Linked DNA regions of Mus musculus: region 2 is linked to region 1. A link is a contact called in public targeted proximity ligation data. All regions are on one chromosome and are shown on one strand. The core of a region is the stretch at or near the end of the contact, and the rest is flanking DNA. Distances in the headings are between cores, read along the strand shown.

Region 1 (3,819 bases), core at 614-3,113:
CGTTCAAGGGATTAGGATGCCACTCCCCACCTCACCTCAGACTCCTCCTCGATCTTCATGCCTTCGATCTGCAGAAGGTCCAACAAGGTCCCAGGCTGCAGTGCCGAGGAAAATTTCTCTGGAAGGAAGGGCAGAGAGGTCGACATTTCAAAAGCACTGCTTTAATTAAAGCTGAGGACCCTGATTTCAGGGAAGACATGTGACATGCCCTTTGTGTGCTTGGGCCTAGCCACTATAGATAGAGTCCCTGCTGCTGGTTCTGTGAGCACTCAGGACTCAGCCACAACAGGCCCCAGTGGAGAGAGAGTCCCTGCAGCTGGTTCTGTGGGGTCCTTTTGGTTCATGTAGGCGTTCACCATCTTGGTGAAGAGGAGCTGAGGGACAAGCTCAGGTCTTGGCCAAGCAGCTGCCAAGGGCACAGCCATCCAGGAAGCCTTCCTACCTCACAGGGCCTAGGTCAGCTCTGCAAGGCTCGGGGCTAAGTTGGCAGAGGCAGTGAAACATACTGACTGCCTAGATTCAAATCCCATTCCAGGGCTAGAGAGATGCTCAGCTCTTAAAGGCTATGCTTGCAAATCCCAACTCCATCTCACTCTGGTGGGATGACCTCAGGCAAGCCCTCGGCCGGCTCCAGCCTTGTTTTCCTCATCTATAAAAATAGTAAGTTCAGGACATTTTTAATACTATGAAAATTATCACCAGGGTATACAATAAATATAAATACTCAAACATTTAGACTAACTACAGTACCTACACTTTTGCTTATTTGCTTATTATCATGTAAAAACATGCAAAGCACAGTGGCTACAATGGCTGCTGGCCCTCTCCGATTCTGGGTATCTAAGCATCCTTAGTATTCCAGCTGCCTCCCTCGTCCTCCTTTGAACAGAAGTATCAATCAGCAGGGGAGATGGCCAGAGTGCTTGTCTGTGGTCGGCTGTCCCTACCCAGCTTGGCTTTCTGCTCCTGGCACCGCTCCACAAGCTTCCGCAGCTCCTGGTATTTGTCTGAGAGGTTAGAGCGGCTGATTTCCAGGGGACCTTGGAACTCCAGGTTCTGCTCTGCCAGGCTCCGGTTCGTGGCCAGTGCCATCTCTCGTTCTAACTGCAGGTCCTGAACCTAAGGAAAGCAGGACAACTGACAATGAGCTTAACTGTAACTGGTCAGCCTCCAGCAGGGGGTGCTCCTGGACTCACTGCTCAGCTTGGCGCTCAGCCCTCAACCAGTCACAGAAGCCTGGGTTTAAAGGCTATGCAGGCATTGTGACCCAGGTACCTCACCACATCCTGATCCGGAGAGCCTGTGAGAATGACACATGGGAAACAGGCAGCAAGGCTAACCACCTAACCACGGCTTCCCAATAGACAAGTACCTGCAAGTGGTTCTGTGCTGTGCAGGCCACAGCTGAAGGAGACCACTCCAGTGGGAGGGATGAAACCCAGAGTCCCCACCATTAGCCCCAAGTGAAAAAGACACATGGACACACACACCATGCATGCATACACATGAGAGGCTGCTAGGGAGAATGAAGGTGACCCAGGCCAGACCAGAAGCTAGAAATATCTGAGGTCCCAAAGGTATTAGGGAGGGAGGCCCTGTAGCCCAAGCCACTGAGCAGGACAGATATCCCCGCCTCCCAGGTCAAACAGCCCACAGAGCTATAGATAGTCCCTCAATGCTGCCTGCTGAAAATGCTTCCCTAGCCAGCAAAATGGAGCCCTCATGCAGGCCCCTTGTTAACTGCCAGTCAGGCAGAAGCAGCCTTGGAACCTTGCCCAGCGGGCTACCATCTGCTTCACCGAAAGGAGAGCTGGAGACAGGGCCACCATCGCATCGCAGTACCACATGGCACCAGCAGAGGGGGCTCAGCACTGGCCACAGAAGTTAGGGAACAGGTCAGGGCCAGCTTCCACGGGGACCGAAGGGATCAACAACACAGAGCTTCTCCTTCCACCTTGGCCAGCATGTGGCACACCAGGCCAGATGGGCTCCCACTAGAACAGCCCCAGGAAGCCAGGGGGCATCCTGGACAAGGGGTTTCCAGAAGAGCCACCCTGCTCTGACCCCTGCTCAGGGCCTCGAGCCCTGTAGTTACAGCAGGCTGCAGCCTATTGGAAAGAGGAGTGCTGCCAGTTACCTCCTGCACAGACAAGGGAGTCCGGGCTCAGGGTTAGAACCCCTTTACCTGGACTGCCTGCTGTCCAGCCAGAAACGCCATTGAGCCCCTGGACAAGCTCACTGGCACAGGAGCAGAGAAACTGCTATGTGTGACTGTTAGCCAAGGTGGCTGGAGGACGGCTCAACAATTAAGAACGCATACTGCTCATCTAAAGAATCCGAGTTCAGTTCCCAGGACCCACGTCAAGTGGCTCACACCATCTGCCACTTCAGCTCCAGGGGATCTAACAGACTCTCTGGCCTCCAAAGGCACTGCACCAAACATGCACAAACCCACACCAGACATGCCTATACATATAACAAAAAATACAGTGTTAAAAAAGAAAAGGAAAGAAAACGCCAGGGACACTTGTGTGGCCACCTCTGAGTGTAGGGCCTGCCCTTCCTGGCCACACCCTTGGCATCCTTACCTGTCCACGGCTTTTCCCTGGGTCTGAAGCACTACATCTGTGCTGTGCCACCCTCTCCCTACCCTGGAGCCCATCTCTTACTAACACCCTATGAGGCCAGGAGAGCTGCACAGCTCCCTCTCTACAGAGATGAACACTCCCACCACCTTTCTCTTCTGCCAGCCCCACATGACACAATTACTGCCTTACAGCTATGACAGACAGACAGATAGACAGACAGACAGCTAAAGGCTTTCTGAGAGAGTAAGTAGCTTGCCTTACTTTGTTTCTGTCTGTCCCACAGTGAGTATTTTTTCCCCTCAGAGAATTCAACTCATTTGCTCAAACATGGCTACAGAGAAGGTTCAATCTGCCCTTGGCCAGGAAGCTGCATCCCTTACATCTCCGGGAGGTTGTGCTTTTCCATAGGGCTGAAGGCTTGCTCAGCTTGGAAGCAATGAACTCCCAAGAGCTGGGCTTGCTTTTGCTGAGCTCCACTCCCTTCAGGGACAAGACTAGGAACCCCTTACCATCCTGTTGCTCACTGTTGGCTGAAGAAATACTTAGGGCTAAAAAGATGGCTCAGTAAGCAAAGATGCTTGCTGCTAAGCCTGACTGACCTGAGTTTGAACCCTTGGCTCCAAATGGTAGGAGAGAACCAACTCCTGAAAGCTGTCCTTTGACCTCCACACTTGTGATGTGGCATTCATGCACAGATATGTGTGTGCACAGAGATAGGACACAATAAAAAGAGGAGACCCTTGGAGTTCAATGGCAAACATCCAGCAACACAAAATCTAAGATGCAGAGACAGCTATCAGTGACACTCTTGTTCTAGATTTCAAAAAGCCTACGTGACACTCAGGGAATTCTGGATTTCAGAATGTCTTGGAATTTGTGGGTTTTTTTATATTGTGGATATCTAACTAGTAAATCTATGCAAAACATTTCAAGGGCCAAGACGTAGGAAATCTGCAAAGCTTACACCCCAGGAACCTGTGGTAAGGGACACTCAGCTGTGCGTGACTTTGCTCCTATGCTGCTGAAACCAGGCCATCCAACCTCAGGGCTGCAAGGTGAGTCACACAAAGACCTCTCCTACTCCCTGCCGTGAGGAGGCCTTTCCAACCCAACCCTGGGTCATCTCCAATCCAGCAGAGACGCCTGAGCAGGGCTGGGGAGCAGGTGGGGGAGCAGGTGGCAGCAGAAAGCACAGCAGAGGTGGATACAGGACCATGTGCACCCATGAAGC
Region 2 (3,616 bases), core at 651-3,150, 210 kb before region 1:
ATTGCTGAACAGAAAACCAAGAAGACATTAGGTGATTGGCACCCCCTTCACCACTTTCCCCGTAGCTAATGCCTTCTAATAGTCTCAGGCATGTTTCGCTGTCAATAACCTGGTAGATACATCTCCTAAGCTTTCCCGGTATCTATCTAGGATGCCATGTTTATTCCATTATCTATTCTTATTTTATATTATTTCATTTATTATGCTTAAGCACTGCTTATCAAAAATGCTTGGGACTAAAGGTGTTTTATATTTGTGTGTGCATGTGTGTTCTGTGAGCACCCATGCATGAGGAGAGGCCAGAGCAGGATGTCTGGTACCCCACTGCCTTAGTTTGTTTTCCAATACTGTGATAAACAGCATGACCAAAAGCAAACTGGGGAAGAAAAGATTAATTTCATTTTATATTTACAGGTAACAAATAGTGCATCACTGGGGGGAGTCAGGACAGGAGGAAACCACGGAGGAATGCTGCTTACTAGCTTGCTCCTCGTGACTCGCTCAGCTTACTTTTTTGTACAAACCAGGACCACCTGCCCATGCGTAGCACCACCCACAGGGCCTAGGCCCTCCTGGGTCAATCACCAATCAAGAAGACTCCCCTACAGGTCAATCTGATTTCTACAGGTCAACTGAGGTTTCTTCTCCCAGATGACTCTAACTTATGTCAAGCTGGCAAAAAATGAACCAGCACACCTGTTCATTACTGCGCCTGATTCCTTTGGGACGGGATCTCTCAGTGAATCTGGAGCTAGGCTAGCAGCCAGAAAGCCCCAGTAATCCTTTTATCTCTGATCCCAAGAGTCATGGTGTTACAAACACCTGGCTGTTTACATGGATGCTGGGAATTTGAACTCAGATCATCATACTTACATAACAAGCACTCTCTCCTCTCTCTCTCTCTCTCTCTCTCTCTCCCTCTCTTTCTCTCTCCCTCTCTCTCTCTCCCTCTCTCTTGCTCTCTTGCTCTCTCTCTCCCTCTCTTTCTCTCTCCCTCTCTCTTGCTCTCTTGCTCTCTCTCTCTCTCCCTCTCTCTCTCTCTCTCCCTCTCTCTCTCTCCCCCTCTCTCTCTCACTCTCTCTCTCTCTCTCTCTCCCTCTGTAGCCCAGGCTGCCTTCAAACTTATGATCCTCATGTCTCAGCCTCCCATGTGCTGGGATTGCAGGCATGTACCACCATGTGGACCCAGCAACTGGATTTTGATTTGTGCTGTATCATGTGTGTAATGTGTGACTCATCACAAGGTCAAGAACAGACTTCCACTTTTGCCATCATATTGGTGCTCAGAATATTTCAGACATTCGTGCATCTGGGATTTTGTGTTTTCTAGCAGAGGATGTGATCGCCAAGGATTAACTATGAGAACACTGAGAGGCGCTACCACCAGTCTCTGATTGCTTACCACCCACCACCCTCATTCTGCCAGCTCTGCCAGGAGCTGGGCTTGAGTGGGGGCAGGGAGTAACCTTGTATTCAGTTTCCAGGGTCCTGACAGGTAGAAGGAAACCCTGGAAGAAGGATACCTGGGCAGAAAGTTCCCACACCCATGTGAGACTGGGAAGCACCCAGTCAGTGGACTGAAGCATTCAGGAATGACTGCTGTCCTATAGCCTTCCTGCAGCCTCTTTGCTAGAAATCCCTGGGTAGTCCCAGCTGCCACAGAAAATTGGTGAGGGGTCAGGAGCAGCTTTCTAAAGATCCTTGATAGACCCAGGATGGAACGTGCCTTCTCCTGCCTCAGGGGAAGGAGTTTCTCCATAGCCCCTTGTAGGCTAAGCAGCTGCTCCCCCAGGTGGATCTCCTTTGCCCCTAGAGGCTACCACTTCCTGCCTGATGCATATAAAGATTTGGCCCCCCAAGTAGGATGATGGGGAAATCATAGAGACTGTTGTGGGTGTCTGTGCTGACAGACAGGGACCTCCATCATGGCCTGGGGTTGTTTTGTGGTCCTGCTTCTGCTGGCGGCAGCTCCCCTGAGATTGGGTCAGCGCCTGCATCTCGAGCCTGGCTTTGAATACAGCTATGACTGTGGGGTACGGGGCATGCAGCTGCTGGTGTTCCCTAGGCCAAACCAGACTGTCCAATTCAAGGTGCTGGGTGAGTGCTGGCAGACACCCTTCCCAATTTCCCATGCCTAGTCCCAAGCCCAGCCTGCTGCAAGGAGGGAGCTGCACCTCTTCCCGGGGGCAGGCGCTGGAGGAGAAGAGGCCAGTCACTCAAGAGGGCTGCAAGAACCAGCCTCTTGCCCATCACCACACAGAGACAGGACTCTCCTGTGCCCTGTGCACAACAATCACCTGTAGGAAAGACAGGCCCTGACTCCAAATGCTGGGCTCTCAACTTCCAGCTGCAAGCTTCGGGCCCACAAAACACCCTTGGGGGTGTGATTTAATGTAGAGAATAGGTGTGTGTGTGGGGGGGGGGGTTCTGTGTGATGATTTGAATCTCACTTTCAGAGCAGCATCTGCGAGGTGAGAAAGATGACCCCCTTCCCACACACACACTTGCCCTGTGCATGGAAAAAGAAGGGTGAGGGCAGCCCGGGGTGAGGTAGGATGGGGTGGGGTAGGGGTTCGGTGTTTGCTGTTCTGAAATAACAATGCAAGTGAGCAGGTGTCCCCAAATGAGACAGTTAAGATGACAAATAAGCTTCCTTCTTTCACTCTGCCCTCATTTCACTCCTATTGTGTTGGTCTGAGTCCTTGGGATTCCTAGATGCCTCAGCCAAGGTACGTGGTTAACTAAACTTAGGCTATAAGGTGTTCAGTCTGTGTCTGACACCCTGTGAACACTCCCTTATCCCAGCTACCAAGAGCCAACGACAGAAGTGAAAACCAAAACCAGAAAGGGAAAGACACTTGTCTAAGGCCACACAGCTGAGCTAGCAAGAAAAACTAGGTCTTGAAACAAGCCCGCCTCAAGAGCTTTTCAGAGGTTCCCAGCAGCCCTTTGCCCTCCAGCACCTGAGACTCCCTCCCCAATCTCCTCCCCCTACCCAGATGAATTTGGGAACCGGTTTGAGGTGAATAACTGCTCTATCTGCTACCACTGGGTGACCAGTGAGGCCCAGGAGCACACAGTATTCTCAGCTGATTACAAAGGCTGCCACGTTCTAGAGAAGGTAAGGAGAGTCACATGTGAGGACAGAGGGAGATTGTCCTAACTGCCCCTTATGACCAGAAAAGAATAGAGCCTATGAGGGGTGGGGAGTGGGTAGGTGACGGGTTAGATCCTGAGATACGCCACAAATCGGCTCCCTCTCCACCAGGGATGCTCAGTTTCCATTAACAGCAGCCAGCCTGGGTGGCAACCACTCCAGGACTGGGTGTAGTCAACAGCCAGGCACCATGCTCTGGCCTCCAGCCCAGCCCTCACGCTCACCTGAAGTGTCAGGTGGCCACACTCAGCTGCTCTCTATGGCTCTCTCATCTGCAGGATGGGCGGTTCCACCTGAGGGTGTTCATACAAGCCGTCCTACCCAATGGCCGTGTGGATATAGCACAAGATGTCACACTGATCTGTCCCAAACCAGACCACACCGTGACTCCGGACCCCTACCTGGCTCCACCCACCACACCTGAGCCTTTTACACCTCATGCTTTTGCCCTTCACCCCA

What was found.
Region 2: a contact with region 1 is called in a targeted proximity ligation map of pancreatic cancer cells. A contact is called at or near these places in 11 of 39 promoter capture datasets (3T3-L1-derived adipocytes, the C10 cell line, cranial neural crest and 8 more), 9 of 484 Hi-C or Micro-C datasets (ECoMG-derived neutrophils, the HPC-7 cell line, bone marrow-derived macrophages and 4 more), 15 of 130 datasets of targeted methods (the HPC-7 cell line, the NIH/3T3 cell line, acute myeloid leukemia and 12 more) and 4 of 9 other capture datasets (adipose tissue, embryonic stem cells, liver and 1 more).

What each region holds. Positions count from the first base shown.
Region 1 is chr19:10,707,570-10,711,388 of GRCm38.p6, reverse strand. Vps37c (vacuolar protein sorting 37C) reads right to left here. Exons shown (of 5, transcript NM_181403.3): 3 at 948-1,119; 4 at 36-118. Among named protein-coding and RNA genes, the nearest start is that of Vps37c, 21 kb to the right of the region's middle.
Region 2 is chr19:10,918,885-10,922,500 of GRCm38.p6, reverse strand. Zp1 (zona pellucida glycoprotein 1) reads left to right here and starts at 1,900. Exons shown (of 12, transcript NM_009580.2): 1 at 1,900-2,097; 2 at 3,000-3,121; 3 at 3,436-3,616. The coding sequence starts at 1,926.